Linked DNA regions of Zea mays: region 2 is linked to region 1. A link is a contact called in public Hi-C data. All regions are on one chromosome and are shown on one strand. The core of a region is the stretch at or near the end of the contact, and the rest is flanking DNA. Distances in the headings are between cores, read along the strand shown. Region 1 holds the start of LOC100192567. Region 2 holds the start of LOC100273806.

Region 1 (5,349 bases), core at 1,113-3,612:
AATGAACCACCACTAAAAACAACGAAAATAATACTCCAAAGACCATGTATCAGATTTTAGAACAATAATACTATGTGTTTCTATTTTCGACGTTGTATGTGCTTCTTTGAGCAGTAGGCTCCGCGATAAAATTCAAATTTGACAGATGTTTTGCCGTCTCAATACGCTGTTTCAATTTGATGGGCAAAATCCGCCAGAGTTTCAAGCACACTTGGGACCGAATCAGTGAACAGGTCACCTCTCCCGGTCAGAGTCAGGGTACATGGATAAAAATGTTCAAACTTTCCAGTTTGGCAATAGATGAACAAAGTATTGTATATGTCTATTGATCCGACCGCAACCTTATCATTTGCATTTCAACTCTATCAGCCTGGCAATACATGGTGTTTTGTTTTTTTTAAGGTGAAGGTACAGAAACAATGCATAGCAAGTACACAAGCAAACAAAACTAGGAAACAACGAAAATGGTACTCCAAAGACCATGCATCAGATTTTAGGACAATTGGTTGCTGGATCCAAAGGCCATACACCAGATTTCCAGGAAAGCACGCAGTTTAAGTATGGCGTTGAAAGCAAATAAAACTGGATAACTTAAATTGCTCAACCATGAGCCGGCAAACAGTATGACATCCAACAAACTAAAAGAGTGCAATTCTTGTCATACCCCCAATGTCTCAAATACCACCAACCATAGTTACCATACTACTGCATTATTGCCTAAAATTGAATGGTCACTTTACAGAAGGCTAAGCTTGCTTGCATGAAGTAGTGTTATACAAGTAAATCCTGAGTGAATCCTGATCACGGAAGCACTAAATTTGCCAAGAAAATGAACAAATGCAGTTACATTGAGGGGGTAACTGTAAGCTTGAGGCTTGGAAGCCTTAAAATCTGTACATCGCTGAAACAACATATCCCAACTTCAAATGACAGTCTCGTGATGCAGCATTGTCTGGAGTACCACTTCTACCCGCGAGCAAACAATTCTCAGGAAGACGACAAAAAACAACGGGTGTAGTCATTAATATGGCGTTACTCCAGCATTTTAAACAAAAGATACACCTTCCCGCCGTTTTATAGTTAATGTTCGTTAGCTCAAAATATAAAAAGAGGGCGGGAGTACATGGTTAATTGGTTATCCGTTATGTTACTCATCTCTCATGAATGCCTTTTGAGAAGTTTGGGTCTAGGAAAATACTAATACCCATGCAAAAAATAGTAAACTTAATCTAGTGACGAACTCAAGACATATACTTAACCATGTGAAGAGGAACTGAAATCGCTACCGATCTCAAGCATTTGCTTATGACTCAAACTAGATAACTACGTTTTATTTCTAGTCACAATACATAAACCAAGAACAATTAAGCCTAACAACTGTCACATGGGTTACAAAGGCAATTGTCCTCGCTAGTTCAAGTGGGCATAAGCAAAGCAGGTGAAGATTTGGGCTAGCCGAGCATATCCGACAATACAAACTATTCATACACAAGACAAGAGAGGATCTGTCTCATGAAACCCTGACAGTATTAAACACCCAACGGCAGACGAAACAATTAGGGAACTTTACTTGCCATTAGAAGAAAGTAAACAAGCAACAGATTCCTGCCATTGTTCAAGGAGACCCGATCGACACTAACATTAACACTAATAGCAGCCGTCGCCGGCATCACGGAGCAGCAGCGACACATGTTTAAGCATGCCAGTGTTGCCGGCGACGAGACTGATATATAGTTGCACATCTATCACGCGAGACATGTATCAGCAATATAACAACGATAAGAAGCAGCAGCAGCAGACTAACAGTACACCGCAGGCCGGAGGGCGGGCGGTACTTTGATTGATTGTAGATCGGGTCGGTGGATGGGATTGAAATCGAAGGGAATTACCCCAGGCAGTCAGGCAGGCAAGCCAGCCAGCTACTTCTTGAGGCTGCCGCGGACCCCGGGCTTGGGCTTGGAGGTGGTGGCCTCGGCGGCGGCGGGGGTGGAGGAGTGCAGGTTGACGAGCTTCTCCGGCTCGAAAGGGAGCTTGGGATGGCGCGCCTCGTGGTGGATCTGCATGGACTTGATGTCGGGCGCCGGGGTGCGGCAGAGCGGGCACGCCAGCTTCGCGTGCCCGCCCTTGTCCTGCCCTAGCCGATCCGCCTGCCCGACCTTGCCGCCGCCCCGGTTCGTCGTCGCCGCGTCGATCTTCGCGGCGATCTCCTTCGCCGTGTGCTTCTTCGGCTTCGCCTTCCCCGTCATGGCCGACGCCTCCTCCTACTCTCGCGCTCTCGCCGCCGCGTCGCCTAACCCTACCTGTGTTTTTGTGTCCTTCGCTGTGAGGGTTTGATGAGGGCCAAGCCGGGGCCGCCAATTATTACCCTCCTGGCTCCTGCGGCCGCACACGGCTCTTCCCCGCGGCGGTAGTCGTCTCGCTTCAGCCGTCGGATCTGGAACGAGCGGTATCCATTGCGTGGGCTCGGATATATTTGGATATATTTTCCGTGTCCTACGATGTCACGTTTGGACATCACAATCCGTATCGATTTTATTAGAATTAGGGCCCCTTTGGCAGGCTCTGGCTTCTCCAAAAATAGCTTTGGCTCTGGCTCACGAGGTGAAGCCACTTCTTTAGATGAGCCAAAGTCATTCTGAAAAATTATTTGGCAAAACGACTTATAGGTTGTTTTTCAGAAAGACCCTTTTTCCGTGTCCTACGATGTCACGTTTGGACATCACAATCCGTATCGATTTTATTAGAATTAGGGCCCCTTTGGCAGGCTCTGGCTTCTTCAAAAATGGCTTTGGCTCTGGCTCACGAGGTGAAGCCACTTCTTTAGATGAGCCAAAGCCATTCTGAAAAATTATTTGGCAAAACGGCTTATAGGTTGTATAGATACTTTTATATGTATAGCTGAAATATCATTATAGAAGACGTGAGCTGGTGGGAGGGCTATTGTGCAAAAATAACGTGAGCTGAAGCCGGGTGAGCCACTTTTTTGGCTCATGCCCTCTAGTTCATTTTGGAAAAGCACTTCACTGGTGAAGCCATTTGAAAAAGAGTTGTTTAGCACAACTTTTACATTAGCCAGAGTCGAAGCTGAAAAATAAGCCCTACCAAAGGGACCCTTAGTTAGTCCTCTAAAGCAGCAGCTAACAACGGCAATGACTGCTATTGATGCAATGCAAGCAGACCTTAGATATAAGAGTCTAAGCGAGAGTTTTGATCTGTTATATTATAATTCAGTCGGTATTTCTTCCGTCCTAAAATATTAGTAGTTGTATCTCTTAATTTTTATATCTATATTCAAATAAATAATTATAAATCTAGACACACATGGAAAATACATATATTAATTATTATAAATCTATTGAAAAGTAAAATAAATTTTAATTTGAGACGGAGAGAGTTTGTTATATTTGATATTTAAAGCTTTCCATCACTAATTTGAGTAGCTTTATAAAAAAAATATTAACGAACAACAGTTTCTTCTTTGATCAGATCTAACAGACTCGTTTGCATCTAAGAACTAATTGCATAGCAGTCATTGCCGCTAACAACTAGTAGTATTTAAAGAATATAGCTAACAATTAGTAGTCTATTAGCTAACCCAAATTAAACCACACAACTAATTTTAGCTACTAACTATTAGTTTTAGAGAGTTTAAAATAGGGTGTTAGTAAAATAAAATTCGTGCCAAATGCTTGCAGGTGTATGCTCGTTCTTGGTCCCATGAAGCCTCCACCAAACGCGTTTCCACTAAACTTATTCGAATCGATAAAAAACATTTTACTTCGATGATGGTAACCAGATGACTATTTTGATGATACGAACAAGCATTTTATGTACGATTTAAAAACTGATGTTAGAGAGATATTGAACAACATGAAAAGGGATAAAACGACAGGTCCTGATGGAATTCCAATTAATATATAAAGATGCCTCGAGGATCTAGTTATAGTATAGCTAACCAAGTTGTTCAACTGTAGAACAAGATGCCAAACTGGTAGAGGAGAAATATATTAGTACTGATCTACAAGAGGGGAGATATTTAAAGTTGTAATAATTATTAGAGAATTAATTTGATGAGCCATAATATGAAGTTATGGAAGAGAGTTATCGAGCATCGTCTGAGAGGTATAATGAGGATCTTTGGAACCAATTTGATTTTATGCCTAAAATAACAACCATGGGAACTATTTTCTTAATAAAACAAGTGATAGCGTAATATAGTGAACAAAGGAAGGATCTACACATGATTTTCATTGACCTGGGGAAGACATATGAAAAAATAAGAATAAATGATGTGTAGTGGGTTTAGACAAACATAAAGTTCAACTGAAATACATTGGACTCATTAAGGACATGTACAATAATATTGAGTACTTTTTGAGTAAGTTCGAATAAGTGACAGAAACATAGATAGTTTCTGATTAGAATATGATTATGTAAGGATCAACTCTGAGCCCTTACCTTGCCTTGTGTCACACCCAGTTTTAGAAGGCAAACCGAATGCGAACCATGTATGTGTCAGGATCAGCAATTCACGTACACAGCAGTTACATAACATGGACATCATCACATAGTGCTCAAATAGTATTAAAAGGGAAATAATAGTCGATTACATCATATGTCTGAGACATCCACATAGTCTTTACAATAAATCAAAGTGCGGAAAAGAAACGTAGATATATGCGGCCTTCACAGGCAGCCGACTGGGGATTGCCGCTAACCCACGCCTAGAACTTGTCGTAATCTTGGAACTCCTGGTGGTCTCCTTCTACGGCTTCATCTTCTCCTGGGCAGTGGTTGTAATGCTGACAACCTGGGGATGGGGGGTTGGTGTGTAGAGCAAGGGTGAGTACACATCAACATACTCAGCAAGTATCATGTTTGGCTGTAGTGGACTAGCTTTATGTGGGGGGTAAGTCAAGCAGTTGTTTTTAGTTGGTCAGATTATTATTACTAGTAGAGAAAGCCAAGTTTTAAAATTAACCCACGTTTTAAACCCAAACGTACTCCTTTTCCAAACGGAAAGAGTATCACTTACCATTACCAGAGTCAAAACCAAGAACCATCAATCTCATTGCCACCTGCAAACCGAACATCTCTGATCAAGTACCACTAATCACTGGAGCTCCCTTGGCCGCTCATAACCGCGAGCACGGCTGATATATCATTTTTCAAACACTCTGCAGAGGTTGTGCACTTTACCCACAAGTCGTGATTCCCTTTCTGCCCGGAGAGAGCTACTCCCCATTGACCACTACCTAGGTGGCCCAGGAGGGTATCACTACGTAGCCTTTACAAAGATTCCCCGGGGCTGTAGCCGCCCGTTAGGTTTCCTAAATGCACAGCACTCCT
Region 2 (5,349 bases), core at 826-3,325, 200 kb before region 1:
GCCTTCCCTTTTATAGCTCAAGGGAGGCACATATAAGGATGTTGAGCCCCGACATGTGGGCCTAGGAGTATAATGGAAGGAATACATCATTGGAGTAACTAATGCAGGTGACGCCCATGCAATCTCTAGGCCCATGTTGTCCGTAGCTCGCGCAGTATTGATATGCGACAGCAGCTTCCTTGTTAACGTGCGAGTAATGATGAGCATAGTGCACGCGACAGTATGGGCGTGCCGCCTGCCAGTGGAATGGACAGGCACGCCGCCTGCGGAATGGATAGGTCGCCGCCTGCCATCGGAATGGACAGGTCTCATTAAATGCTGAGGCGGCACACCGCCTGCTAGTGGAATGGATAGGTCTCATTAAATACAGAGGCGGCATAGCCCAGAGGCCTTACGTCAGGCTCCGCCCGTTGGCTTACGTCACGTGCAGTAGGCCACGTGGCAGCATCGGGTCTCCGCCTGGGCGGGGAGCAGGAGTGTATGCGAACAGGTCCTCACCAGACTAGGTCTGGACACGTGTCGGTACCGGACCCCCACCTGGGTCCTGTTCAAGGCCAGTGTAAGTTCCGTCCTGGGACTTTGGGACCCCATTGCGGGCGGCCCGGACCCCATACGGGAGGGTCCGGATCCCATACCAGGGGTCCCGCTTGCATACGTGGCGGTCCTGGACCAACCCTAGAGGTCCGGACTGCATATCCAGGGGTCCGGCGCTCTCCCGTTGGGGTCCTGGCCCACTGTTAATGCTCTGGAGGATATCACCTTCTCTGGACACGTGGCGGCTCCGGACCCACCCATGTGGTGGAGTCGGGTGCTGCTGTGGACCCAGAGTAGTCGCCCGAGACTGGGACGAGTCATGGCCTGGTCCCACACACAGCACCATTACCACGCGACTAAGAGATAGCCGTGTGGCACTGTGACTTTATACAGTATTAAGGGGTACCCTAGTTTCAGGGTACCGACAATGCACATGAAAGTTTAGTGTACATGGTGCATATATTAAATCATCACCACTCATCTTAGATCTAACATTTTTATTTGTTTGGTATATTTTGCTAAGGATACTCTCCGACGTGATGAGGTGTAGTGGTGGAAGGTGTTATTTGTAAATTGCAATGATCAACCTGAGACGTTAGATTTAAGATAGATAGTGATGATTTAATATAACGAGCTACAGATTTAATATTTATTCAGTTTAATTGCCTCTTTCTTCTGCTGAGGTTAAAGTTAGTTTTTTCTTTTCTTTCAAAGCTACACCCATGTCAAATGTTTTCAAAGCTACGCCAGGCCAAAGTTCATTTGTAGTATATTTCGAAAAGATGGTACGAAAAATAGCCAAGCCGAGGAGCAAAAAAACAGAGAGAGAGAGAGAGAGAGAGTTAGAGAGAGAAGGCCTCAGGAAATTTGCAGAAAATGCCAAGCAACGAGTTTGTTGCAATTGAATTCTATCGCCAACAATCAATAATCTCCACTGGTTGAACAACCATCCCCACTCGGCCCTCCATGAATTAATTATGAATGATCCAATGCAATTCAATTCTGATGATGATGATACAGCTGCTTATGCCTACGCAAGCAATGCAAGCAGCCAGACATCACGCCATCATCCGTCAACTGCATCTCTTGTTGCATCTTGCATACCATCTAACATCTGCTCCAGCTGGCTGCCACTGAGATGTCACTATCTTAATCATTATTTTAAACTCCACTCTATAAATAAAATAGTGTAATCTATAACACAAAACAGTACACGGCCTACTGGAGATGAGAGTAGTGCTGACCTCGGTCGAGAGCTCTTAAATTTGATGGCGGCCTTGCATGCATGGCGTCACTCAACACGGCTGGCAGCCGTTTCACGTCCTGTCCTGAAGCCTTTTTGACCATGCAGCCGTCCGTGGTTTCGATCTGGTGGCGACGATGGATCGGAGCGGAGCCGAGGGCCTTCGATCGATCTCTCACATCGTCTCTCTCGGGAGAAAGATTCCAAGGTCGGAAGTAATTGCTACGGCTGCTGCACCCGCCTTATAAGGGTCCGCTGCTGGAAGCCTAACCGCGTCTCGCTACTGCTTCGTCGCCGTCTCCTCAGCTCGACGCGGCTATAGCTGCACTGACCGCACCTCGACCGCGTGCCCACCGGCACCGCTCAGTGCTAGCGCGCGCTCATGGCGTCGCTTGGCCAGCTCCTCCTCGTCGCCGGCCTGGCCTTCCTGGTGCTGCTGCTGGGTGCCCAGGATCACGGGCGTGGAGAGCAAGCGACCGGCGGCGGCCCGGCCGTTGGAGCAGCAGCCGCCGCCGCTGCTCCTCCCGCGCGGGAGGCTGTAATCATCAGCCGGCACCAGCATTCGCAGCCGTCGGCCGCGGCGATGGCGGAGAGCAAGCGGCTCCCCATCCCTCCGTCCGGGCCGTCCACTAAGTGGAACTACGAGGCGAATCACGAGAAGCCGTCGTCGTCGGAGTCGGGCTCGGGCCGCCGCCGCCTCGGGTGGTGGTGGTCCCCGTGACGCGGCCGGTGGCGGTGGGTTCTTGAGAGCTGCAGAGATCTCAAGGCTCAGCTAGCGTCGTGTGTGTCGTCTGCTTCGTTCACCATCTTCTCTCCTACTAGAAAGAAATTTGCGCAGATCTCATGGAGTACTGGCAGTATTGCTGCTCTGATTAGTTTCTTGTCGAGTGTGCATGAAATGGCTGTGAGATCTGCTGATGTTTCTTTCCGGTGTAGAATGGAATCGTCTCCCCTAATAATAATTATAATAATAATACATTCTGAAGCTAAGATTGGTGCTCTGATGTTTCTTTCCGGTGTAGAATGCTATATTTCATCTTGTTGACCTTTTTACCTGATGAACTGCTCCAGCAGAAAGAAACCTAATTACTAGCCATTGCTCTTGAAGACTTGTAGCAGTGTTCAAAACCAGGCACGCTGAGGCTGAGCAATGTTTTAAGGTCCTGTTTGGTTCGTAATGTGCCACACTTTAGTCATCCGAATTGAATAACTAACTTTAGACGAAAAAGATAGACAAAGTGCGACAAATTAGACAGTAAACCAAACATGTCCTAAATCTTTGGCTATACATGACATTTAGCAAATGCCCTCTCTAACAACTAATAGAGGAGCTAAATATGGAGGCCATATATATACCCGGCTATCGCCGCTAAATTATACATGAACATACAGATAGCTTGATCTACTTCAAACTGGCTACAGCCTACAGCAGACGGCAACTACAGCCAGAGATTTGAAGCCTTTTGGCACTGACACTGACACAGGTGCTCCTTGCTCAGGCCTTGAGTTTTCAGGCACAGTTTCCCATCGATTTGCTGCTCAGGTGTCAGGTGATCGTCCCGGCTGTTCTGAATTTTCATGGTACAGAGTTCAGAACCAACCACGGTGCCACAAAGACCTGAAAAATTAAGTCAATTCGCTTGGTTTTAATATATAGCGGTTTCTCTACGGTGTTTTTTGTCTATATAAATTACAACTACAACAGTCTAAACAGCCGATTTTAATCTAAAGAGAAAGAACAGTCCCAAAGCAGCATGCATATCAGGTACTACTAGTGATAGTGATACCATGAGACACTTATGGGACCAAGTTCAATAAGGCTTAGGAATTAGGAGTACAGCCACTATTTGGCCACTGACATGCACACCCATGCTACACATGTAACAGAAGAAACTAGAGAAAATATACAGAGCTTCTAAAACGGGCCTGGCAAGCTTCAACCCCTAAACCTAGCTACTACTAGCCATGAAGAATACCACGTAAGCCATGGGGGAATGATATGGGTTGGAACATCTAGAAAGGAATACATGTCTTAGGTTCATACTTCAATGGAAATATATAGTGAGTTGTTGCCATGGCTTGCATGCAGATACCAACTATATATGAAGAATATAGGGAGACTCGCACATAACCCTAATAAAACGAACATATATAATAAACATCATATGCTAAACTTGCGAGGACAATGGGAAATATTGGAAAATTTTCAGTTTTATTTAGGTTTTATGATAGTAATCATCATTGTCAAATAAAATTGTTGTGTTGTTTTTAGCATAACATCTTGTGCGCACTACATATCCTAGCTTTGATATGATCTTACCATGGTGTCACCATTCCTAAATAAGCATGTTATGTGATCTATAACGTAACATCTTGTGCGCGTTATATAACCTAACTTTTAGGATCTTACGATAACGTCCCTACTATTAAATAAGTTGTCGAGTTGTTTGACGTGACATGCAAGATATATCTCTAGGTGGCATGCCTTTCAAGATACGACTAAAGTTATAAATATATCAATCACGACAAACAAACATACAATTTCACTTTTAGGGTTTTACGCGATAGAGTATGTCATTCTCTATAAATGATCAAGCCCCGACAAAAGTAGACAATTTCGCTTGTAGGGTTTTACGACAGAGTACGCCATTCTCCATAAATGATCAAGCCCGGACAAAAAAAGTCAATTTCGCTTCTAGGGTTTTACGACAGAGTACGTCATTCTATATAAATGATCAAGCCTGGACAAAAATAGGCAATTTCACTTCTAGGGTTTTACTACGAGCCCCGACAAAAATAAACTCATCAAAGAGACGTGTGGCATTGCATTTAAGGCACCTCAATGAGTACCATAAAGGCAATACATATAGAATCTTGTAAGATGTTGACATTTCTTCCACAATGTGATTTAATAGTAAATTGTACCTTTATGGATACCTTACTGAACATGTATATGATACCAAAGTATCTCTAGTTATTCTGTTTGAACATGTACTTGAATGTGTAGTTGGTATCTGCCACTTGCTCTCGTAAACTCACCATGAAAAATGCATGTTTCAAAAAAGAAAACAAGTAAATAAACCACACACCATAGAATTTTATATACAAAACCAAATTCAGGTAAATACTCGTGGCAACGCCAAGAAATCAAGAGTTTCTTTACCCTCTATGCATGTGAGAAAACATTGGAGTTGCGACATTTTGAAATGTTCCAAAAAGACTATAGATTTTCTTAAAACTGCGTTACTTATCTTTTTATTTGCTAGCCAAAGTACACCAAGTGAAAAAAGTACTGTGTTCAATGCCATCTTCTTTGTTGTGTGATCGGAAAGATGAAATACTTAACCATCTAATTTTTTTGTCAGATGAAGTTATCGCTCCTTTTGCGAGAGACTCTGACACTTGTGGGGCTACAATTTACCAAGACATGGAGGGATGTTGTAGATGTGGACTTTGGGGTAACAATACTCTATGCTGGTGTGTTGGGAAAACTCTTAGCAAGGCAAGCTTTCTTTGATGGAAGGTGGTCTATAGTAAGTGTTGGTCACTTGTTCTCAAATGCTATGAGTTAA

What was found. Hi-C and Micro-C count contacts between places; a contact is called where the count stands out from the background.
Region 2: a Hi-C map of endosperm shows a contact between it and region 1, with 2.9 times the contacts expected there. The contact joins the promoter of LOC100273806 here to the promoter of LOC100192567 in region 1. A contact is called at or near these places in 2 of 25 Hi-C or Micro-C datasets (endosperm and leaf).

What each region holds. Positions count from the first base shown.
Region 1 is chr6:95,208,386-95,213,734 of Zm-B73-REFERENCE-NAM-5.0, forward strand. LOC100192567 reads right to left here and starts at 2,363. Exons shown (of 1, transcript NM_001137782.2): 1 at 1,470-2,363. The coding sequence starts at 2,246. The coding sequence ends at 1,920.
Region 2 is chr6:95,007,177-95,012,525 of Zm-B73-REFERENCE-NAM-5.0, forward strand. It overlaps LOC100273806, which reads left to right and starts at 2,076. Exons shown (of 1, transcript NM_001148207.1): 1 at 2,076-2,765. The coding sequence starts at 2,160. The coding sequence ends at 2,498.